Linked DNA regions of Mus musculus: regions 1, 2, 4, 5 and 6 are each linked to region 3. Evidence: chromatin contacts called from public promoter capture Hi-C data. All regions are on one chromosome and are shown on one strand. The core of a region is the stretch at or near the end of the contact, and the rest is flanking DNA. Distances in the headings are between cores, read along the strand shown. Region 1 holds the start of Zfyve9 (zinc finger, FYVE domain containing 9). Region 2 holds the start of Lrp8 (low density lipoprotein receptor-related protein 8, apolipoprotein e receptor). Region 3 holds the start of Zyg11b (zyg-ll family member B, cell cycle regulator). Region 4 holds the start of Magoh (mago homolog, exon junction complex core component). Region 5 holds the start of Cc2d1b (coiled-coil and C2 domain containing 1B). Region 6 holds the start of Podn (podocan).

Region 1 (4,093 bases), core at 1,327-3,826, 480 kb after region 3:
AAGGGCAAGATCCTGGATGAGACACAGAAGCCCTAAGCAGAGATCTACCTCATTTCACTCAGTTACAACACTTTTCTGACCCAGCCATGTAACAGTTAATTAAACTTGTCCTGCTTCCACAATTAGCTAATTGCTAGCAGAAACCTTGGTCATTTTTGTATTTCCCAGAACACCTAAAACAGAACCTGATATTATTATCACCTAAAATTATATTTTAAAAATTTATACAATACTTTTTGTATGCTGTCTTCTAAAAGCCTTCTAAATACCTAACAGCATTTTACAGACAATATTGACATTTATTCATTGCCAAGATGAATAACCAGATAGTTTTCCTTAACATTCCCACCAAAGGCTTACCATGTTTGTTGACTGAAACAGCTGTTTTTCTATCTGCATTACAAAACCATTATCTGTTGCTATGAAGACCATCTGTAAGCCACTTAAGAGTAATAGTTTTGCTAGAGAGAGGACAATTGTGTCCACCTAAGCGAATCTCTTTTATCAATTATGTCCAAATTTAGTAGTACTAAGAATCAGGAAGGTTGATTTAAAAAAATCAAGATCTTCGAGTTATACCTACAATTCTGATTTAGGGGACCAGGAATAGAATATTTTAATCAGTACCCCCAATTCTAACATTGGTCTTTAGAGACACACTGAGAAAAGAATTCGACTTTTAAAACCTAAGTTAACCAACATACTAATCAAGCCAATGTTTTACAGTTAAAAATGCTTACACAAGATCTGACAAAGGCAAGGCTACAACACTAACACAATGGGTCCTCAAAATTCATCAACATGATGACCCCCTTAGACCTCAGGAGATTCCCACGCTCTGTAGGAAGGTTAAGTCAGGAGTCTTACAGGTAACTATGCATATTAACTGATGGCTCTAACTCTGATAATTAGTAACATATTTTATAAATTTTAAACAAATGTCTGGCTGTAAAGTGGACCAGTCAGGCATTCTTAATTTAATTCCAAAATATAATAATAATTTTATAAATCAGTACACTCTCACTGTAAACTTTGAATGACCATCAAAACATATGACATTACTAGTAATCTCTCTCCAGTTATTAAGTACATATTGAAAGCCAATATAGTACCTCTCTGCGTATCCAAATTTTCTACTATATATACATATTTTCATGCATTGACGTTCTAGATGTACATATAAGTCCTATATAGTAGAAAAATGAGAATAACCTGTAATCACATTTATCATAAACAAGAAGCACCCAATATCTGACGTGTAATGTCAAACTACAATCACTAACTTTTTTTTACATCCTTACCAGAACAAAACAAATCATTTTTCTTGTACAACTGAGTTTATATCCCATTTTCGGCATGTCCTTGCAATTAGGGTAATTAGTATGATTTAAAATCTTCTTGCCATCCGTTCTCTATTTGAGTAAAACATTTTTGTACCAAGGACTGGGGCATTAAAACATTTCCTGTCTCTCTAAAGGTGGAAAAGACATCTTCCTAAAAGATTTTTTTTTTCTTTTTTTAACTGTGAGTAGCTAGGAAACTTAGCATAGCAAAGATGGGATGGGGCTTTCTCCAAAGCAGACCTCGCTCAGAGACAAGATGTAACATAAGGAGGAAAGGATGAGCTAGCGGCAGGTGATGAAATTTCACCTCAAAAAAGGACGCAAAAGGCTGTGTCTCCAGCAAGGGAGGCGTGAATGCTACTCCTGGAGTACCAGGGGCTCCGAGTGCCCCGCACTCTCTGCACCTCAATACTCACCACTCCCCACCCAGGGGGTGGCTCCGCAGGACTCAGTACGCGGAGCAGGCAAGCCAAAGCTGTTTGCAAACAAGCGTCCTCTGCCTCCCTCCGGGATGTGCTCGAAGGGCCCTGGGAAGGAAGGCACGCTCGGCCCCGCCCGGGACAAACGCGAAGGGCACCGGTGCGGCCGCCAGCCCGATCTTCACGTACCCGGCCGCGCCGGAACCCAGGCCCGGCTAAGGGCTTCCCGGCGACTCGGGGCCTAGTCGCCCCCCGCACGCCTTCAATCTCCCGGGGACCCACGGAGAAAGGGCCGAGGCCCCAGAGCTCCGGGGTGCCCGCGGCGGCCGCACTGGCAGGACGCTCCGTCCGCCCGGCCCAATAGCTGGCGCCAGGACCCCTGGGCGGCGCAAGCAGACGAGCCCCGAACCGCAGCGCGCCACACTCACCGCCTCTCCATGGCCCGGGGGTCGTCACTCAGCCGAGAGCCTCGTCCTCAGCGGGGCTCCGCCGCGAAGCCTCGCACTCCTGAGGGGGCTGCGGTCTCAGCGGCCGGGACTGAGGCCCAGCGCCCCTCCAGCCGCCTCAGCCACGCGGGTCCGGGAAAGCGCGGCCGAGCGCGGCCGAGCGCGGCCGGGGGCGCAGCTTACGGCGGGACAACCGAGGCGATGCAGGCAGACGGGCTCGGCGAAGCCTCGGGCGCCGCCGCGGTGGCCGCTTCAGCCGCCCGCGCCGCTGGGCCACAGCGCCCCCTGGACCCCACGTCCCGCTACGGCGCCGGGACTGCGGCGGCCGCACCGGGCACGAGCGGCAGGGAACGCGAGGCAGCGCGGCCTGGGGGTGGCGGGGCCCCGTGCGCCCTGCGCCGCCCGCGGCCCGTGGCCCGCCCCTGACGCGGCTTCCCGGGAGCCGGAAGCTGTCGGCTCCCCCCACACCCCACCCCCGTCAGACCCCAGCACCTTTTTCTTCCCTCCAAGAAGGTATGTGAATGCTTTCGTCACTCGTCTCCGAGAGCGGGAATGTGAGGGAATCTCGGTTCATTTCTCGTGGAGACAGGGGGTCCCTTTTAATTCCCTCAGTGCGTCAGTATGAAAGGAGCGTGACCCAGAACAAATCCCTTTTTTCTTTTCCTAAGCACATGCACAATCCCTTCCCAAAGCAGATAAAGGAATCATCTTTGACCTCAACTTTTTTGGAGCTACTGTGCAGATTCACTACAGAAATGTGCTATAGAATTCCTTAAACCCTATCCTTACCTACAAAGTAGGGGGGAGAAAACAAAAAACAAACAAACAAAACAAAACAAAATTTAAAAAACGCTGACAAAGAGAAGAGAATAACCAACGGGTTGTCCTGAAACCGATAAACAACTTAAAGGTAAGAAAAGACTCATCCTTTTACTAACTTAACCCTGGCCACCACCTCTACCACTTCTGGGTCACCCACCCCTTATCAAATCCTAGATAAAAACTCTGAAAGAAGGAAATTGTTGTGGTTATATTAAAGGCTATGCAGTCATTTTGTTTACAAATGCCTCCTGTTTGATCTTGCCCAGCCTCTAGGATGCTAACATAACGTCACAACTAAAGACTGTCAGAAGGGAAATAGGAAAAAGAAAAAAAAAATTTTAAATCCCCTGGTCCCTCAAATTCCCAAATACTGTGTTTGTTTGGTTGGTTGGTTGGTTGGTTTTGTTTCTGGGAGCTATACTGGAACAAGCAAGGACTTTGGTGTCAGGCAGATCCTGATGCCACTGGTTCCAGTTACATCATGTAGAGTTTTATGACCCTGGCAAGTTATGTAATATTTTTGAACCTCTGTTTTCTCCTGCCTGCCTAGCTGGTTGTGAAGGTTGGGGATGGAAGGACGGGCCTATAGTTCCAATTTTTGTTAATTCCAGAACACCCTAACACTTACTTAGTCATTCTTAATCTGGAGATTGTGCCCATCTGTGTGTGTTTATCCCACCACACTCCCCAACCCCGCTCGTGTGTGTCTGTGTGTGTGTGTGTGTGTGTGTGTGTGCGTGTGCGCGTGTGTGTGTGTGTGTGTGTGTGTGTGTGTGTGTGTGTGTTCCTATCAAAAGGTCATTCTCATCATCCTGGTCTAAGTGAAATTTCCCTGAATTTCACTCGTGCATTTATGTAACATCCTCCTCTGAAGAGGAGAACCTAGTACACTGGATCCTTTGACATTCTACAGCACAGCAGATATCAAAATAGAACCAGCACATTTTTCCTGCATGAAAATATTATAAAATATTATAAGCAATCTTGCCTTACCTTAGATTATGGGATAATAGTAACAAGACATGGGGAAATTACATAAGGAGTCCAGGAGCTGTTCAAGTAA
Region 2 (3,834 bases), core at 1,120-3,619, 500 kb before region 3:
TGAACTTGTGCTCCTCCTACTGTAGTCCCCCTAGTAGCTCAAATTTTGAGCTACTGCCCACTGAGCTATATTCCCAGGCTGGGCAATTTGTATTTTTTGAGGTTTGGGGTTATCAGAGGTTTTTGAGGAGGGTGTTTTGGATAATAGTAACAGTAACTAATGTTCATTAGGCATCTACTGTGCTCTGGACATGACTCTCATGCAACCACATGTAATCTAAACCTCACCTCAGCCTGTGTGGTGAGCACTGCGACCCCCCCCCCCATGCCATCTTTTATACGGAGAACCTGAACCACGGAAGTGGAAGCAACCATGTCCATATAGTCAGGGAAGGAAGGGCAGGCCCAGACCCAAAGGCCAATGCTCTTATCCTTTTGAGCTGTAGCCTAAACTTTACCCCATGCAAACATCTTAGCACAGAAGGAACCATCAAGACTGCCTAGTTCCCAGCTTCCCTGAGGCCCGATAATGGGACTGAGTTTCCCAGGAGTGCAGAGCAGAAGCCATGTGAGGCTGGACAGGTGAATCTGGGTTGCAGGAGGGGGTCCATCCTAACCTTCGAGGGTGTCGCAGTGGGTATCATTGTGCTTGGGACAAAATCCAAACTCCTTACTGTGGCCTACAAAGCTATCCTGTGATTGGGCCTTGTGGACTCCCCAAAGCTCCTCCCCACCACCATGCGCTTACTTCTCCCATCACTAGTTTACCACGATGGGATGTGTCTCCATTGCTCTTCCCTCTGCCAAGAATAGCATGCGTTTGACCGTCATGTGGTCAGGCTCCTCGCTGTCAGTGAAACATGATCGCCTCTCTAACTTACCTCCGTGCTCTCATGTTGTTTATTTTCTCATCACAACTATGATGCTGTGATAGTGTGATAGAACTCTTTTTTTTTTTCTTCTTCTGTATTTCTCTCTTCTAACTAATATGTAACATCGGGAGGTTGGGGAAGTACCTTATTTACGATGCTGCAGCCTTGGGCACAACACACACAGCACATGCTGTGTAAGATTTCTTCTGTTGATGGTCTGTCTTCCCCTCACTGTGGCCAGGACTTCCAGACCCATGGAGCCTTAACGTGACCAAAGGATGATGCACTTGTGGTTTCCCAAGGTCTGTGGTTGCCATAGCTATTGTCATGGGCTACCCTTTGCGGGGGAAGATATGAGACTGAGAGGACTGTTGACCTAGCGGGGCTGTGCACCCATCCAGCTTGGCATAGGAATCACAGCTTCCACGATTGCTTGCTTGCTTTCTCTCTCTTTCCCTTTCTTTCTTTCTTTCTTTCTTTCTTTCTTTCTTTCTTTCTTTCTTTCTTTCTCTCTCTCTCTCTCTCTCTCTCTCTTTCTCTCTTTCTCTCTTTCTCTCTTTCTCTCTTTCTTTCTTTCTTTCTTTCTTTCTTTCTTTCTTTCTTTCTTTCTTTCTTTCTTTCTTTCTTTCTTTCTTTCTTCCTTTTTTTTTTTCTGAAGAGAGAGGGCCTATTTAACACTGGGCCTTGGCACCCTCGCGCGGGCCTGGTTTACAACCCGTGCCCAAGAATCACACTCTGAGATTGTTGTGCTGCTGGGCCAGGCTCACCGGCAGGTGGCTGAAATCCAGTCTAAGCGTTGCCCTTCTGACAAGGAAGAGTAGGGGAGGTGGGGTCGCACTGCTAGAGGAGGGGCCTTCTTTGTGCAGAGGCTAGTGGAGCCCAGAGACACTAGATGTGCTGCCTCTGGCGGCAAGGATGACACATCTGGGCCTCCACAGTCCTTGCCCTTCTCTGCAGCAGCAAGGGTTACCTTGCCATGTCTTCAGGGCCCTTGATCTGCTCCTCTGCGGGGTCCAACAGAGAAGGATGAATATGGATAACAGTCTGTGCACCAGACACTCACCTCTCTCAGGATCACACAGTGATAATCACAGATGCACACGGTCGCAGAAAGCGACTCATCTAATCTGAAGCTATGACAGGTCTTGCCCAGCACCCCTAGATTCTCCCTGGCAATGCTTTCAGCCTTCCCGCGCTCTGCGCGTTCACTGCAACGGCTTGTGAGTCTCCTTCTCCCGAGCTCGGGCTCTCCTCCATACGCCTCCTTCTCTCACCCTCTTGCCACCTCCACGGGGAAACCAGGGGGGCCAGAGCCTAGCCGGGCTCGTCCTAGCGTCTACAGCTCTTAGCACCTGCGCGCACACAGAGCAGGATCATGGGGCTCGGACCGAGAGAGGAGGGGACAAGGACAGGCGGGGGAGGAGAAGAGGCGGCGGCGGGAGGAGCGTGGGGCGGAGGCGGCGGCGGGAGGGAGCGCGCGCGCCGGCGGCGGCTGCCCAGGGCCGGGGCCGCGCGCCCAGCCTGAGCCCGCCCCGCCGCCGAGCGTCACCGAACCTGCTTGAAATGCAGCCGGGGAGCCGGGGCGGGCGGCAGCGGTGGTGGTGGCGGCGGCGGCAGCGGCAGCCCCGGCGCCGCGGCAAGGACTTGGCGGGCTGAGGCGCGGCGGCGGCGCGGGGGTCTCGGGGCGCGGCGGCCGGAGCCCCGGGCCCGCTATGGGCCGCCCAGAACTGGGCGCGCTCCGGCCGCTGGCGCTGTTGCTGTTGCTGCTGCTGCAGCTTCAGCATCTCTCCGCAGCGGATCCGCTGCCGGGCGGCCAAGGTGCGTACGGCGCTTCCCGGGCCGGCTCGCAGCCGCCAACCAACAAAGCGCGGCCGGCGGTGGGGGTTGCTGTACGGCGAGGTCCCGATAGAGAGGCTCCGGGGACCCTAGCTCCCTGGATTTGCCTTGGACCTCCTCCCCGCTACCCCCACGGTTTTGGTTACCGAAGCTCTACCCCAGCTCCGGGCACCCTCTTAATGGGGGATGGGCGCCGGGCACCCCCCCCCCGGCCCGTGAACTTTGCGGGGGGTAGTCCTTCAGGGTCTGGGGTTTGGTTTAATTTGACACGCGCGCTCCATAGCGGCGATGAGCGAAGTGGTACAGTCTTTTCTGACAATGCGTTTCCGGGGACCCCTGTGGGCCGAGGAGACTGACAGGTTGTGAAGGGACTGAGCCCCTGCACCGGGTGCGTGTCGCCAGTGTGCGGGGCTTCCCGCAGACTAGGTTTGTGTGGACCTGACTTGGCGTTGTGTGTAAGGGTGAATGTGTCTGAAGGCGGGGTATAGCCACGGGCCGTTAAGCGCTTGTCGGGTCTCGCTGTGCCATCAGTCGGTCCTGCAGTGGAGGACCCGTGGCATCCTGTCCTTTCTCGGAATTAAGGTGCTTGGAGATCCAGAGCTCACCGATATCTCCCCCTTTCCCATACCCGCTGGACTTCTCGGCAGCCAGGGCTGCAGGGTGGGGAGCGGGCTCCTGTGCAGTGACCCAGCTCACCGCCCCCAACCCCCGCAGGGCCAGTCAAGGAGTGTGAAGAGGACCAGTTTCGGTGTCGGAACGAGCGCTGCATTCCCTTGGTGTGGAGATGCGATGAGGACAACGACTGCTCGGACAACAGCGACGAGGACGACTGCCGTGAGTCGCGGCGACCAGGGGAGGGGAAACGGGGGGGGGGGGGGATCATGCTCCGCTGCGCACGTGGCTGCATCCGTCATGGGGCCACCTGCCCCAGGCTGGCGGCCTTGTTCTGGGATGGGTGGCTCAGCTGTCGGCGGGAGCTGGGTGGCAGGCGTGTCCTGCTTAGGGTGGAGCCCAGCGCGGCTTGCTGAAGCTACTAGCCCGAGACTGTGGGCGTGGACGCGGCAGCCCCTGCACACCTCTTAGCTCTATGGATCGGATCCCCAATCTGGGCCTCACTGGGAGCGCGCACTTCAAAGTTCCACGCAGCTCGGGCCACGAGGGGCTTTTCCTTGCTCGGTTTTATGAAT
Region 3 (4,035 bases), core at 33-2,532:
GGATAGAACAATGCTTTCAATATATACACAGCAAAACGCGGATAACACTTAAAAATGGGACTGTAGTCACAGCCATTTTGAAGCAGAGGAAAATTTGCAAAGAAAGGGTTTCTCCAAGAAAGGACAGAAAGGACAGGACAAATACAACCTTTCGGAGGAAGGTATTCGAAAGACTGTCACAATCTGACTGCCAGGCTGATATTCAGACCTCAAATGCCCTTGGTCTCTGCCTCCTAACAAAAACAAATCATGTGCTCTGAGCAACAACTGTCAAGCCTGCAAATTACAAAAGATTTTTAATTTCCCTAACGGTAACTCCACATGAAAACACATTCAAAATAAAAATGTAACAACCCTTTTTGGCTATTTCTGTCAAAAGGCCTGATAATCACATAAGGCTACAGGATGTACTCTGTAACACACCCCACTCAGGTTTTTGCAATGACACTAAGTAGTAAAGCTTCCAGACTATTCTTCCATACCGCCAATCTCCCCTCACTTCCCCACTCCAAAACAGAACGGAGAAAGAAAGGTTACTAATCTGTATGTACCCGCCCAACAGCTCCCGGGTAGCAATTGCCTTCCAATTGCTCCTGCTTAGCCCTCTGAAACCTGCACAAGGAAATGGGGACAGATGTGTGAGCCGGCGACGGAGGACATCCGACAAGGGGCAGAGGAAATGCGGATGGTCGAGGACCAAGGGGAAGAGGGGGCGCCGGAGATAAAATGGTGAAGAGGGTCGAGGAGGGAAAGGAAGCAAAGTGTGGGAAGGAAAAGTGGGGGGTGGGGGTGACTAACGACCATAGAGGAGAAAGGTTAAAATGGTTGAGGAGAAAGGGGAGGGTTAAAGACAGGGAAGGGGGGACGAGGAGAATGCGAAGGAGGCTGTCACCGGGGGACAAAAGGGTGTCACCGGAAAGAAGGGGGATTAAGGGATGTCTCCCAAAGAGGTTTGCTCCTACTGGTGGATGGGGAACGCGAGCCGGAGGAGACAGAGGGAGGGTGCAGGAAGAAGGGTGAGACGGCTGCCCGGCGTCCTCGGGCCACCCTGCGGGGGGTGGGGGGCAGGCCGCGCTAGCTCACCATGGCTGCGTGGGCCTGGTCCTCCGGCATGCAGCCTCGGTCCTGCGTGCGGTGGCAGGCGGAGCCCGAGCCCGCCGCTAAGATCAGCCGGCTCGGGGGCTCCAGGAGGCTCGGGTCAGGCAGCGGCTCCGGGCTGGGCCCAGGCCTCGGCCTCGCTCTTCTGAACTACAGCAGCCGCTGCCGCAACCTGACCGAAACACAGACTCCGCCTCGCTCGCCGCGCCTGCTGCGCCCCGCCCCCCCGCACGAGGTCCCGCCCCTCTCCCTGAGCCTACCGCGCCCTGCCCCTTAGAAGTCCCGCCCCTCTCTCCCTTGCATGTCTCGCCCCGCCCCAAAGTGGTCCCGCCCCCTGAAGACCCCGCCCCGTCCCGGCGTAGACTCCATTCTCAAACGCCAGCCCTTAAAGGGGCCAACGCCCTCTGACGAGGCTGTAGTCTTTCCGTTTGGAAGAGCTTTAAATCTTACCTCCAGAAGACTGCAGCGCTTACCCTCATTCTTCAAAACTTAACTTCTGATTCATAGTCATTAATTTTTTTTTTTAGTCATTAATTTTTGTTGTCAACGTTCTTAGTGATTTTAGCATTCTGTTACATGATGTTGTTTTGCTGTTGTTTTCGTTTTGTTTTGTGAGAAAGAGTCCCTCCACATAGCATATGTTAGGCAAGTATTCTGCCTGCTACTGCGTCACATCCTCGGGCCCCACAATCTCAATTTTGACTATGGAGCTTTCCCTCTTTAACCTGCTTTTCTTTTTTCTTTTTAAAGATTTATTTATTATTATATCCAAGTACACTGTAGCTGTCTTCAGACAGCACAGAATAGGGCATCAGATCTCATTACAGATGGTTGTGAGCCACCATGTGGTTGCTGGGATTTGAACTCAGGAAGAGGGGTCAGTGCTCTTAACCGATGAGCCATCTCTTGGCTGCCTTCTTTTGATCTTATGTAAATGGTGTTTAGCTATGCTATATTTTTCCACCCTCTAGGTAGCTACTTCAAGTCCCTCTTCTCAGGCCTCCGATATTTCCTTCTTCATGCTCATTTAACTAATCATTTTTGCCTTCAAATCACTGACAAAGTAAATGGACAAAACAGAACATCTATATAAGTTTCCATCACTGACAGTGACTTCCAGACTACCTATAACTCCACTTGTATACTTTTTCCTTTCTGTAGCCCAGGCTAGCCTTCACTATGTAGTCCAGGTATGCTTCAACTCTCCATTTCTCTGCTGTGGTGGTTTGAATAGGTATGGCCCCCATAGACTCCTGTGTTTGAATGCCTGGCCCATGGTGGTTGGTGATACTAGGAAGAGTAGCCTTGTTAGAGGAAGTGTGTCACTGTTTCTCCAGAGCGCACACTTCTGGAGACCTAACCCCCTAGCCTCTTGCCACTGGACCATCTTCCATTTTAATCACTATCAAGTATACAGGTCAGGCAGGATTAAGTACTGGTGAAGCCATCGCCAAACAGGCACTCCAGAAGGCTGCCACTTGATTGTTTCCATCGTGTTTGTGGTAGTGGGAATTAACTACAAGGCTTTGCACATGCTGTGCAAGTGTTCTCCTCTTGGGCAACATCCTCAGTTGTTCAGACTCTGCCGCTCTTGCAAAACTGAATGTCTATCCCTATATTCTTTCTCACTGTCCCTTGGCAAGTACTGTGCTACCTTTTGTTGGAGGTTGCAGCAGTGCTGGGTATTAAGTTGATGACCTCACACACGCTATGCAAGCTCTCTACTACTGAGACACACCCAAAGCTAGCATAGTCCTGATTTTTAATCTCTGTGGATTTGATTACTCTAGTGATGGTTGTTTGGTGGGAGGCTGTGTATTGTGATGCTAAATTCTGTACTAATTCTCTCATTTACCAGCGTTTGTTGTGCAAACCTTGTTCCTTAACTTAAAGCTATTGGTTAAGTAAAAATGGTACAACCAATTACTGGAGGGATTAGAGGTAGGCAAGTTTTGAGTTACCTGGCTGATTGATGTTTGCAGAGAGAGAGAGAGAGAGAGAGAGAGAGAGAGAGAGAGAGAGAGAGAGAGAGAGAGGAGAAGAATGAGAGGGAAGAGACAGACAGAGAGAGACAGAGAGAGAGACATAGAGAGAGAGAGAGAAGGAGGAGGAGGAGGAGGAAGAAAAGGAGAAGGAAGAAGGGGGGTGCTGGAGAGATGGCTCAGTGGTTAGGAACACTGACTGTTCTTCCAGAGGCCCTGAGTTCAATTCCCAGCAACCACATGGTGGCTTACACCATCTTGTAAACTGATCAGGTGCCCTCTTCTGGTGTGTCTGAAGACAGCTACAATGTGCTTATATACATAAAATAAATATTTCTTTTATAAAAGAAGGAGGAAGAGGAAGAAGAAGCTGCCATGAAAAGAGATGGCTCATGAGCTCATGGCCAAGAGAAACAGCAAGTATTTGGGGTACACTGCTGGGGAAGCAGCCAGGCCAGCAGTTAGAAAAGTAGGAGGCATTCATTAGCAAGCTAGACAGGAATGAATTTAAATTAGTTGAACTACACTGTAGATCAGGTGTGTGTGTGTGTGTGTGTGTGTGTGTGTGTGTGTGTGTGTGTGTGTGTGTGAATGTCGGGACTGAGTCCTAGACAGGTCAGACAGACATGCTAGGCAAGTGTTCCACCACTGAGCATGTCCAGCCCACATGATGGTGTTTTGTTTTGTTGGGTCTTACTAGCTCTGGCTGACCTGGAGCCCACTATAAAGACAAAGCAAGCCTCCAACTCACAGAGATCCATCTACTTCTGCATCCAAAGTGAAATTAAAATTGTATATCACTACACTGTTTTTTCTTTATATATATGGTGTGTGCAGGTTCATATGCCCATGTGAAAGCCAGAGGTTAATATAAGGTGTCTTTCTTTATGGTGTTCCACCGTGTGTGTGTGTGTGTGTGTGTGTGTGTGTGTGTGTACAGGTACATACGTGTGTG
Region 4 (3,720 bases), core at 93-2,592, 420 kb before region 3:
CTGAGTGCTGGGATTAAAGGCATGTGCCACCACACCTGTCGTGTGTCAATCTTCTATGACTAGAATTTACCGTATTTCACCTACTTGACCTTAAAATTCCCGCACCAGAAATTTGACCTTTCACAGAGGTCAACTTTGGCTCTTGAAAATGAACCTCTTGGGTAGTGGTCTCCACATTTGACCCACCTCGTTTTTGTTTCAGTTTGTGTGTGTGTATCTTACTTGGTAGTCCTGACTGGCCTGGAACTCACTATGCAAAGAGCAGTCTAGGCTTAAACTCACAGAGGTCTACTCCACTCTGCCTCTGAAGTGCTGGGATCAAAGGCATTGGCCACCATGCCCAGTTCTCACCTGGGTATTTTTTTAGAGGCTTCAGTGAAACTGGATTCTGTCAGCATGTGGCTAGGGCTGAGAATCGCTGCTAAATAAGATGACCAGTAGGAGCCGGGCGGTGGTGGCGCACACCTTTAATCCCAGCACTTGGCAGAGGCAGGTGGATTTCTGAGTTTGAGGCCAGCCTGGTCTACAGAGTCAGTTCCAGGACAGCCGGGGCTACACAGAGAAACCCTGTCTCGAAAAACAAAACAAAACAAGACAAAAAAGCCTAGTAGGGATCCAACATTCATTTAACCGACCCACAACACCTATCTAGACATGTTAGCTTGAAAGGGAAGAATGAAAGGCAACTCGTTCATGAGTGGTGACCCTCGTGAGGATGAGGTAGGAGGGTTTGTGGTTTCAGGTCAGTCTGGATCAGGTAGCAGTACTCTGCCTACACGTAAAATAAAGAAATAGCAGAAAGGGATGTTAGCTAAATGCAGGCAAGTTTCAGGCAACATTGTGGAATGGGAAAGGAGTCATTCTTAAAAGACAGCTAAGTAAAGCCAACTTTATTTTTCGGGACAGGGTCTTAGTATGCAGCCACTGGTCTCAAACTCTCATTACGCTCTTTAGACATTTACTACTAATCTCCCGCCTCAGAGCCACCTCCTGATCTACACACTGGGGAGTGGAAGAAGGCGGGGGATGGGGGTGGCAGCGTACTCATAGATGAGCAAATCATTTTGCCTCCTTTTACTGTGGAAACCCATCTAGGTTCAGAGTGTGAATAACCTCGTTCGACTCACTTGTCTCTTTAAATTGAGGTTGCGCCTGACAGGACTCTAGCGCTCAGTGTTGGGCTGAAACCCAGATGCAGTTCTCGGATCCCAAGATCTTCCAGAACTCTCGATATACAACCAAGGGGGCGTGGCGATCTTGACCCAGCGTCTAGGGGAGGGGGCGTGGTAATCTCGTTCCCGCCTCCGGAGAGTGAGAAACTCTTAGTGTCGCGGTGGCAGACGTCATTTCCGCGCGCCACCATTACGCCAGTATAAGACGTAGACCGCAGGCCGTGGTAGTGTCATCCGTTCCTAAAGTTCCGTCCTCCTTGTCCCTTGCGAGGCATGGAGAGTGACTTTTACCTGCGTTACTACGTGGGCCACAAAGGCAAGTTCGGTCATGAGTTCCTGGAGTTTGAATTCCGACCTGACGGTAAGAGCGGCCTCCCGGCTGCGGGCAGTGGGACCGGCCCCGGGGAGGGCGGAGAGAAGGCGGGCTGCGGAATGTGGCGAAGCGAAGCAAGGGACGCCGACCACCGTGCTGTTGGGTCGTGAAAGAGGCATTCTTTTGTCGGCTTCATTGGTTCTTTCTCTTCATCCGCTGGCGATTCTCCTTCGTAGCTTTTTAAAAAGCCAGGTTGCTTACATTCAACAAAGATTTAATGTCCATCTGAGAATGGGCTGTTTGTTTTCCAGTCTGGGGACAGAGCAACAAAAATAAATTTTCCCCTCTCGTGGAACATGTGTTTCAGAGCCGGAAGAAACCACAGCGATCTCTTGTAGTGTGGAGTGATCAAAAAGTAAGGTCGCTTTTAAAGAGCAGTCTGAGGAGTGTGAATTTGAATTAAGCCGTAATTGAAAAGGGATCAATTTTTGAAGTACAGGAAGAAAAGCATCTACAGGAGTAGCAAGTGTCATAGGACCTCAAAGAGCCAGACATATCCAGGTGGTCACTGGGGTGACTGAGAGACAGTAGTAGGGGGTGATGTTAGTCAAGAGCCTCGCTATACAGGTGTTTGTAGTGCTTGCTTGCATACAGCTTCCTTAGTTTTCAAAGTCCTTTCCCAACCCAGTTGAACATCAGCATGTTCTTCTCTGTGCAGCTAAGATAGCATTAAAATTCCTGTTTACAGCTGAGAACGTGTTCTTTTGCTACATCATGGCAGCCTTTTCCCGGGACTCTAGTTTACTGTCAGGTCCTTCTTCTGTTGTTCAGTAGTTTCAAGTGAAGTACCAAAAACACTACTATCACAGCTGGGAAATGGGTTGAAACATTCGATATAATTTAGGCAAAGCTCATATTCTTTGGAGGGTAATGGTGCTTTGTTCATGTTTTCTAATACGTTGCATTCTTTTTTTTTTTTCTTTTTTCTTCCGAAGGTAAATTGCGATACGCCAACAACAGCAATTACAAAAATGACGTCATGATCAGGAAAGAGGTACAGACCTTTCCTTCACTACGACTTAGCCTTTGGTTTCCCATTGCTTATGTTCTCTCTGGTAATGAAAGATGAAGTGTAGGAAGCGAGCACTTATTTCTAAGCAGCTAGATTATTTCTCTGATTCACTCCCCCCCCCCCCCCAGTGCTGAATCAAAAGCTAGTAAGTGTTTGAAATCTGTGTGTCTTGGTTTGTACCCTCGGTGTGCCCCATACTGACCATGTGACCTCAAAACAAGTTCTCTGGCTGAACTTGGTCTCTGTGTTTTCATCTGTAAAACAAAGGATAAGAAAACCTACCTGTGACTCCCAAATGTTATCATAGAATTAAATATATTAGTCCCTAGTACATAGACTATGAAGACAGCATTGACTTTGCTTCTGAAGAGGAAACGGATCAGGGGAAAGTCTCAACCTCGAATTACGCTCTTTAGAGCTAAACCATAGACATTTACTACTACTCTCCCACCTCAGAGCCCCCTCCTGATCCACACACTGGGGAGTGGAAGAAGGCGGGGGATGGGGGTGGCAGCGTACTCATAGATGAGCAAATCATTTTGCCTCCTTTTACTGTGGAAACCCATCTAGGTTCAGAGTGTGAATAACCTCGTTCAAACAATATGTTGTTTAATCCTGATTATAAAAAGCCCATGTGACAAAGTATTCTGCCATACTTTCAATCAGGAAAATCATGGCCTAGATATTAAATCTGAGGATAGTTACTCTTGCTTGTAAGAGATAATGATAGGCATTTGGGCATATCTGAATCTCAGTAAAGGTCATGTGTTCCATTCTGCTGGGATTTCTACTATATCATTAAGGATATGACAGTATGTCTTCATACAATTTAGCAGTTAATTTTATGCCGAATCAGCATCATATCTTTTTCTCTTTGTTTGGTTTGGGTTGTTTGTTTGCATGACCTAGTGCTCCTCAGAAGCAGTTGGTAGAGTGCTTGTCTTCATGAGGCCCTGGGCTTCATCCTTAGCATCACAGAAACTGATCATGGTAGCCATGTTTATATGTCAGCACTGGGGAGGTGAAAGCAAGAAGCTCAGAAGTTTAAGATCACCAAGGCCAGGCTGCGAGGCATGAAACCTTGTCTGTAAGCAGCAGGGTGTATCAGTTGTCTGTTACCACTATAACAATATATCTGACAGAGGCTATTGCCGGATTATTGT
Region 5 (3,636 bases), core at 195-2,694, 320 kb after region 3:
GAGTTTTTTTTTTTTTTTCCTTCTGCACTGGTCCCTCTGGCCATTATCCACTCTTAACCCTCCTTGTTCTATTATTATAAACTATCTCCTAAATTATACTCTGGCTCATTTGAGTCTGTTATGTGGGAAACACAAGATCTGGGAGCCTGTGGCAGGCCGGAGTGAGAGTCCAGTAAGAGGACAGATCCCCACTGAAAAGGAACTGTTGCAGAATGGGAGATGAAGTCAGTGGCCACATCTCCTGTTAATTTACATACACGGGTATGACTAGGTCTGGGAGGTAGCTGGACTGGCAGGGTGCTTCTAGCAGGAACAAATCTCTGTGTCTCATCGACAGCACCTCAGAAGTCCCAGAGGTGTAATGCCTGCACTAGGAGATGCAGACAGGAGGATCACAAATTCCATGTCATCCTTCACTACAAATCAAATTCAAGGTCAGGATTGAGTACACGAAAGTTTCAAACAAACCAGCCAGGTGGTGGTGGTGCACTCTTTAAGCCCAGCACTCAGGAGGTAGAGGCAGGTGGGTCTGTGTGACCTTGAAAACAATCAAATGAAAAAACCCAAAGCTGTAGGAATCACTATCTACTGTGTATTATTTGTGTGTGTTAATTTGAATGTCGGAGTGCAGGCAGGCCTGCATCTGTGTAGGGTCAGAAGACAACTTCTGGAAGTTGCCTTAGTAAGGCAGTTTATGAGTCAGAGTTCTTACTATGTAGCCCTGGCTGGCCTAAACTAGACCAGCTGCAGGCAAACTAAAGGACTCTGCCTCTGCCTCCCGAGTGCTGAGATTTAATGCATGCGCCACCACGAGGGCTGCAGAACTGATCTATCAGAACTGAAGCCTGCAGTCTCTCCACGAAGTGAGACTACGCACGTGGTGTGGGGTATCTCGGGGTTTGGTCTATCTGCAGGTCAGTTCCATCAATCCCCATATAACAGGACTCCTTGAGGTAGAGGCGACCCTTCAGCTTGCAGGGATGCTCCGGCCTCAGTTAATCGAGGGCTTTGGTTCCTCTAATCTGAAGTTTTGTCCTGCCCTCTGACTAGAAAGGAGCTCTATTTCCCAGAGAGCTGGTTTTCCGTGCCTAAGCTGCACAGACTGGAGGAAGCCGCATCCTCCAGGATCTCAGCACAGGGACGCGGCTCGGCTGCCTATTGGTAGCCAGTAGGACGCGGAAGCGCCGGGGCGCGCGAAGAGAACCAGGTAAGAGGCCTCTCGGAGAAACTACGGCAGGAATGGGGCACGCCTACCGTGGGTGAAGGACGCAGCACGCCACACCTCACGACGCTGCCGCCAGCCGGTATCGCGTTACCTGCTCCAAGATGCCTGCGCGCAGCCGGCCCCACCCTCGGCGTCACCTGTGGGCGCGCCCCGCCCGCTTCCCCGCGCACATGCGCACGGCGACCCGCCGGCTGTGGTGTCACGTGCCGGGCGCCTGCCACCGCCTCCTGGGCGGGAGCTTCCTGTGGCTGTCTCCGCCGCGGCCGCCCGGGGGCCGCGGAAAGCTAGGCGGTTCCGGGCTCGAGAAGGCCCGGTTTTGGTTCGGATCCGCCGCGAGGTATGCCACGTGCCCGCTTCCCGGCGTGTGGACTCTGGGGGCGGCCGGGGAGATAGAGGCGGCTTGGGTCGGGCCGGGCGGAGCCTGGCATCGGGAGGGCCGCGACCGGCCTGCGGCAGCGGAGCATCTCATTCTCCCGAGCTCCTTCACTCCCGCACCCCACCCCGGCTGACGCTTCGCTGTTGACTGCAGTCCGAAATGTGACACTTGGAGTGGCTTACGCCTGTGCGCTCACACCAGGGAACCTCGCAGCCCTGTTGATTCCCGCTCCGGACGCGGGATCGTGTCTTGTTTCTTAATCCCCACGCCACCTCACGCTTCTTCATAGATTTGCAAGATGCTCAGGGCTGAGGTTTCCCGCCCTATATGATCTCCCACTTCCCTGGGCACCTTCTGCATCAACCCATAATGCTTCCCAGTGTCTAACGCCCAAGTGTCTTTAAAGCCTTAAAGCTGTTTCTCTTTCTCCCCTAGTTCATGCCTTCATTTCTAGCCTTACGGTTTGGTTTATGCCTCCGTGGTGCTGGGCGTTTCTTCTCCTTGTGTAGGCCAAGCCAGTTCTCACCTCAGAACTGGTGTCAGTTCGTTTGATTTGCTTGGAGTTCTGCTATTCCCCAGTGTGCAAACTTCATGACTCAGCACAGGCATCGTCCTCTCCTAGATGTCTTTTCTATGTCCTCGATAAGGGGCTGCCTCTTGCACCCATTGTCCCTGCAGCTGCTCTGTGGTCGTTGTCTGCCCATGGGTCTGTTTCCTTGAAGCCTGAGGTAGGAGCAAATGAGTTCCTTCCAGTGCTGGACAGGTGGTGCTACAGTACCCGCTGACCACTTGTGACACCTTTCAGAGGATCTGAATACTGAATCAGGTGCAGAGTGCCCACGGGAACTGATGATGAGAACGATCCATGCCTGTGCTGCCCAGTGGTACCCATTAATCAGATTCACCTACTGAGCACTTGAAATCTGTCTGGTATGACTGAGGAGCTGAATTTTTAATTTAAATGTAAATAGACACATTATTTGCAGAACAGACAGCCTGTCCTGGAACTCACTCTGTAGACCAGGCTGGCCTCGAACTCAGAAATCCGCCTGCCTCTGCCTCCCGAGTGCTGGGATTAAAGGCGTGTGCCACCACGCCCGGCGACAGCACTGCTTTTAAAAGCCTTTCCAAACCATTGTACCTCAAATTGCTTCCATAAGTCTGCCTTCCATGGTCACCAGTCAGTTCAGAAATTGTGTTTCCACCCCCACCCCCCATATCCCTCTGTTGACAGTGGTCCCCTGCCTTCCGTCCCCTACCTCTCCTTGCCTCTGTGCTATTAATTATAAAGTGGTGTTTTAGCCCGTGGGAGTAAGTTCCCTAACCACGGGTACCACTGTTGGGGGCCATATATCATCATCTATTCCAGTCTGAGTCTCTTCAACTTTACACCTGATAGGTATCTAGCCTGCCAAGATGCCAGGGCCAAGACCTCGGAAGGGCCCTAAGACCAGTGGCCAGGGTGCTGAGACTGCCAAGCAGGTATGGATGTGGTCTCCTTCACCCCGGGTCCACATGGAGTATGGATCTCTAAACATTTGTGGCTAAAGAAATGGCTCAGTGGTTAAGAGTGCGAGCTGCTTGCTACTTAGTGGCTTACGACCACAGCCACCTCCAGTTCTAGGGGATCCAACGCCCTCTTTTGGCCTCCATCGGCACTGCAGCCACATGCTGTACATACATATATATGGGAACAACTATCATACACATTTATTTTAAAAAACTGAAAAATCAAAACAACAATAACAACAGCAACAGAACCAGTTAAGGTTGGGTTGACTATGAGTAGTCAAAATAATGGACATAGAAAATAAGGTGGAAAGGGGAAGATGGGTTAGTGTTTCCTAGATGTATGATCAGGTTTTGCGTGTGAATTCTGTGAGTGGGTTGGAGTGATGGTTGCAAAACAATGGGAATGTATAATGTTCCTTAGCTTCACACTTGAACATAGGTAGGACAGCAGATTTCATGCTATGTGTTTACTACAATTAAATCTGGGGGGCTGGAGAGATGGCTTAGCTGCTCTTCCAGAGGT
Region 6 (4,172 bases), core at 602-3,101, 270 kb before region 3:
GCCCAGCCAGTCATGGTTAGTGGCCTGCCTCCAAGCCTGATAACCAGAAGTTCAATCCCAGGACCCACGGAGGAGCAGGAGACAACCAATTCTGGCAAGTTGTCCTCTGACTCCCACACACGCTGTGTGGCGTGCACATATGAACACACACACACACAATAAGTAAATAAATAAATAGATTAATTAATTAATCAATTAAAGTTAAGACTAGGACTAATGGTTATCTTCTGCTCATAGCCCCAAGCTGCTCTTGAAGGCTGAGTAGGAGTTCCCCCAAGTGAACAAAGCGGGTGGAAACCATGGACAAGGTGTGGAGTAGTGGCAGGAAAGAGGCAGGTGTGTTGAAGCATGTAAACGGGGAATAGAAATTGGCTGTGAAAGCACAGCTTGCCGAGGGCATCAACCACCATGGCAGGACGTTAGTGATAGAGGGTCGTCAGGGTTCCAATAAGTCATGATCAACACTCTTTGTATGGCTCCAACAAGCCTACAGGTGCCACCTCCTACCCAGGATTCAGACGGAAGGGACAAAGAGTAGCTCTCATGGTGCACAGGTCATTGACTCTGACATCTGACACTTCTTACCTTACACACCGAAGACTGGGCCAAGGGCTCCGAGAGTGTACGGAAGGGGGCAGAAGCCCCAGACCAGTCATTGATGACTTTTTCCAGAGCAGCCCGGGCCCTTCCCAGTGGTGTTCGCCCTGTGAGCCCGGGATCTGGTCATTTGGGCTTTTCCAGGGCAAAAGGGAGAGGTGGAGAAGGAAAGGCCTACCCAGGGGTCTGCCCAGCAGACCAGGTGCCTCTTCGTGCCAGGCAGAGCGCGGTTGCACCTCCCCCAGCAGACATGCAGGCTGCTAATGCTCATCCTCCTGCCACCTCTTGCACACCTGCATCCTAGCCTGGGCGACAGCCCTCCCTGCACGCCTTCTTCAGCAGCAGCTGCCTCCCAACCCGGGGCCCCAGCACTGGAATCCCAAGCCGACCCCACCCCCTTCTTCCACCTGACTGCAGGTCAGCTATTCCAACTCACCCATCCCGGTCCACCCCAACCCCCACCCTGCACCAGGCTGATAGTGGTTCTGAGACCCACACAACCTGGGGACGACCGTGCTCCTTGCCCTGTCCCTTTCTGTGTTCCGCTGGAAGCAGCTGCCTAGACGGAATGGTCGGAGTGCAGTGCCCTGTGTTAGTTAGACTGCACCTAAACTGCCGAAACCAAGTTCCGCTGCTTGACTGTGCGCCTCACCTGCCCTGGCTCCCTGGGGACTGATATCTGCCTTTCTGTGCTTGTTTCTGTATGTAAAGAGGTCGGTGTTGGACTCGGTGAAGCCCCCGACAAACTGACGTGAAAAGACGCAGGATGCCCTGGGTCCCAGTTCTCGGTGCAGAGGTTCAGGCCCCTTCCCAGTTCCACCTGCCCCCACAGTCCCTGTCACCCGCCCGTGTGCCTCCACCTCCCCTCCCCATCCGCTCGCAGATTCTTTCCAGATGTGCGCAGCGGGAGGAGCCCGAAGGCAGGGACTGAATATCGAGTAAAAAAAGGGTCCCCTGCCCCTTGCTCCGGATCCCGCAGGGGGGCCGCCACCCCATATGGAGGTGTGCCTAACCGTGCCCCTTGCGCGGGGTCCGCCCGACAGGGTGGGATACGGCGATCCTCCCCTATCGCGGCTGTGGCAGTGGGAGCACGGCGGGATGTCAGAGAGAGCTGCCCGGGCGCAGCCGGTGGCCCGTGGTCCCTCGGCTCACCGGCTGCCCGCGTCCTACCTGCCGCTGCGCGCCGCGCCGTGGGCGGAACAGGCTCGCGGGTGTCCGCTGCGCTCCGCGGGCGCCGGCTCCTGTCATTCAAGTCGAGCCGTGGGCGCAGCGAGCCAAGTTTTGTTGTGGGTTCTCTCTCCCCGCCTCTCCCCCGGCCCCCGCCCCGCGTGCATCTGCCGGACGCCGGCCTCTCCCGACACAGGCGCAGGGTCCCGCTGGGCGCCGAGAGGGAGGGCCGAGCCCACGGCGCCGGGCTTGGCGGGGGGCCCACTTCCCGGGAGCTCGCGCCGCCGCCCCGGCCGGCCGCAGCACCACGCCCCCAACACCGGGTGCCTCCAGCGCACCACCTCCGCCTGCCAGCCTGCGGGCTGGGACCGCACCCAGGCAGGCCCCCCGCACCTGAGGAGAACCGAGAGGGCTCCTTCCTTCCAGTTCCTCCGCGCTCAGCTTCTTCCTCAAGGAGTTTGCAACCTTCCCGGGCACAAGTACCTTCCCTGTTCCCTCTCCCACCCTAGGGTCCGGAGCATGGCTAATGCTGCGTCAGCCAAGACCCTTCTGGACCCCTTCCTGTCAAAATTCCTCCTTCTCCTCCCCACCATCCACCCTCACTCCACTGGCCCTGGGCCCACAACTTGGTGAACCTTGAAGGAGAGTTAAACTGGACCGGAGTCTTCAAGCACACAGGTTCTAGTCGCGGAGAAAGCAAGGGACTGAGCAGGGAGCACTCCATATTGCTCCCAGGAGCTGAAAATGGTTCCAAGCACAGGCACATTAAGTACTAGCAGCTGAAGCAACACTGTTTGGCGCCAAGGGCTTCGTGGTGGAAAGGCGGGTGAGACTGGGTTTGGGTGCTACTTGGCACCTCTGCTGTGAAACAAACCTGTCTTCTACGTGCTGTGGCCTTTGGGCAGGACCTACTTGGCTCTCGGAGAGGGATAAAGATAATAAATCAAATGTGGAACCACTTGGCCACCTAAACTGCCGAGACCCTAAAGGGCTCTGGTTAAAGTGGCTGCAGACCTTTCCCTCCTGTGCTGCCAGGCAGTCAGTTTATATCTCCATGCATTAGTCTCTAGTCCTTACAGCCCTGCAAAGGAAGATTATTTCCCCATCTAATAAGTAAGGATGTGGCCTGTGCTTGGCTGCGTAACTAACATCATCATTCGGAGCTGGGGTTCTGGCCCATCTACCCATTGCAAAAGTCGTCTGTGATGCAAACAGGCAGGTAGGTAGGGATAGAGCCTGTGTTTGAACCCACAGCCATCTGTTTCCATTACCCATCACTGAAGAACTTAACACGAATGGGAAAGGGAAATATTTTGCCTTCTTTGGCCTCAAATTCCAATCTTCTCTGAGCTCAAACTTGAAAGTTGGTATGATTCACAAGATTGGACAGGGCCCAACAGAGATGCATCTTGTGTTTTCTGGACAGAGCCTAGATTCAAGTGGAGCTAAAAGAACTGGATTCTATTGGCTGGTTTACCCATGAACCAAAAATCTTCTAGAACAAGAAAAATCAGCACATGCTGAGTGCCAACGAAGTGCCAGGCACTGTCCTTAAACATCCTGGCCAGCCCTGTGGGGGAGGTACGGTAGAATACACCTGGAAGGGTCAGGGTGTTTTAGGGCTAGGCACTTAGAACACTACACACTCACTTCTGCTACCATCAAAACTAGCTCTGCCAAGCCAGTGCCCACACACGTACTGTGTCTGTGTGGTGCTGAAGGCACCAGCTACATTACAGCCTGGAGGGATTGTGAGTGTCTCAGGAGGAAACGGAGGTGACCCTCCGGCCTTCAGAAGGGATGGGTACCCAGCTGACTACCTGTGCACTTCGGCTCCTTCATGCTGCTTCTCAGAGTCAGCATCTGTTCAGTCTAAGATCACTACAGTGTATGGGGTCAAGTAGACCTGGGCCCAAAGGGAAATGCATTAAAAACTGTCTACATTAAACAGAAAAATTCCAGGTCTTCTCTGCACAGCTCTGGTCTCACAGTAAGTCCAAAAAAAAAAAAAAAAAAAAAAAAAAAGACAGCTGCTTTTATAAGACTGTTATCCAGACCTGACTGAACTCCAAGAGATGTCCAATAGAAACACAGACTAATATCAAGGGGCATGCCTGTTATCCTAGCATTTAGGTGGCTTGGGCAGGAAGACAGCAAGTTTGAGGCCGCTGGACTATACAGTGAAGTTCTGTCTCTAAAAGGGGTGGGGTGGGGGTGGAGAGATGGCTCACCAGGTAACACGTGCTGCACAAGCCTAATACCCTGAGTTCAGGTCCCCAGAACCCATGTAAAAGCCACACACTGCAGCTCATATGTCTGTAACTCTAGAGCACTCTGACAAGGAGATGGAAGTAGACAGAATCCCCAAAGCTGTCTCAGCAAGCACAAGGTGAGGGAGGGCTCACACT

What was found. Promoter capture Hi-C pulls out the DNA fragments that hold promoters and counts their contacts. Capture Hi-C pulls out chosen DNA fragments and counts their contacts.
Region 1: a promoter capture Hi-C map of adipose tissue shows a contact between it and region 3, with 4 times the contacts expected there. The contact joins the promoter of Zfyve9 here to the promoter of Zyg11b in region 3. A contact is called at or near these places in 1 of 39 promoter capture datasets (pre-B cells) and 1 of 9 other capture datasets (adipose tissue).
Region 2: a contact with region 3 is called in a promoter capture Hi-C map of hippocampal neurons, with 2.5 times the contacts expected there. The contact joins the promoter of Lrp8 here to the promoter of Zyg11b in region 3. A contact is called at or near these places in 1 of 39 promoter capture datasets (hippocampal neurons) and 2 of 115 datasets of contacts at active chromatin or transcription factors (embryonic stem cells and memory CD8 T cells).
Region 4: a contact with region 3 is called in a promoter capture Hi-C map of adipose tissue, with 4 times the contacts expected there. The contact joins the promoter of Magoh here to the promoter of Zyg11b in region 3. A contact is called at or near these places in 6 of 39 promoter capture datasets (3T3-L1-derived adipocytes, frontonasal cranial neural crest, maxillary cranial neural crest and 3 more), 4 of 484 Hi-C or Micro-C datasets (muscle stem cells, neutrophils and uterus), 9 of 115 datasets of contacts at active chromatin or transcription factors (the NIH/3T3 cell line, bone marrow-derived macrophages, embryonic hindbrain and 6 more) and 1 of 9 other capture datasets (adipose tissue).
Region 5: a promoter capture Hi-C map of adipose tissue shows a contact between it and region 3. The contact joins the promoter of Cc2d1b here to the promoter of Zyg11b in region 3. A contact is called at or near these places in 13 of 39 promoter capture datasets (3T3-L1-derived adipocytes, the C10 cell line, HPC-7-derived erythroid cells and 9 more), 3 of 484 Hi-C or Micro-C datasets (B cells, CD4 T cells and pre-pro-B cells), 10 of 115 datasets of contacts at active chromatin or transcription factors (astrocytes, bone marrow-derived macrophages, effector CD8 T cells and 7 more) and 3 of 9 other capture datasets (adipose tissue, liver and pancreatic islet).
Region 6: a promoter capture Hi-C map of liver shows a contact between it and region 3, with 2.0 times the contacts expected there. The contact joins the promoter of Podn here to the promoter of Zyg11b in region 3. A contact is called at or near these places in 10 of 39 promoter capture datasets (the 3T3-L1 cell line, 3T3-L1-derived adipocytes, the HPC-7 cell line and 6 more).

Annotation. Positions count from the first base shown.
Region 1 is chr4:108,778,263-108,782,355 of GRCm38.p6, forward strand. Zfyve9 (zinc finger, FYVE domain containing 9) reads right to left here and starts at 2,577. Exons shown (of 19, transcript NM_001384118.1): 1 at 2,191-2,577.
Region 2 is chr4:107,799,890-107,803,723 of GRCm38.p6, forward strand. Lrp8 (low density lipoprotein receptor-related protein 8, apolipoprotein e receptor) reads left to right here and starts at 2,370. Exons shown (of 20, transcript NM_053073.3): 1 at 2,370-2,629; 2 at 3,362-3,481. The coding sequence starts at 2,524. It overlaps Lrp8os3 (low density lipoprotein receptor-related protein 8, apolipoprotein e receptor, opposite strand 3), which reads right to left and starts at 2,175. Exons shown (of 2, transcript NR_168096.1): 1 at 1,875-2,175.
Region 3 is chr4:108,299,808-108,303,842 of GRCm38.p6, forward strand. Zyg11b (zyg-ll family member B, cell cycle regulator) reads right to left here and starts at 1,283. Exons shown (of 14, transcript NM_001033634.3): 1 at 1,084-1,283. The coding sequence starts at 1,113.
Region 4 is chr4:107,878,413-107,882,132 of GRCm38.p6, forward strand. Magoh (mago homolog, exon junction complex core component) reads left to right here and starts at 1,343. Exons shown (of 5, transcript NM_001282737.1): 1 at 1,343-1,533; 2 at 2,481-2,539. The coding sequence starts at 1,446.
Region 5 is chr4:108,618,512-108,622,147 of GRCm38.p6, forward strand. Cc2d1b (coiled-coil and C2 domain containing 1B) reads left to right here and starts at 1,445. Exons shown (of 25, transcript NM_177045.3): 1 at 1,445-1,562; 2 at 3,001-3,083. The coding sequence starts at 3,018. It overlaps Gm12743 (a long non-coding RNA gene), which reads right to left and starts at 1,344. Exons shown (of 3, transcript XR_003955254.1): 1 at 1,255-1,344.
Region 6 is chr4:108,030,103-108,034,274 of GRCm38.p6, forward strand. Podn (podocan) reads right to left here and starts at 1,852. Exons shown (of 13, transcript NM_172874.4): 1 at 1,768-1,852.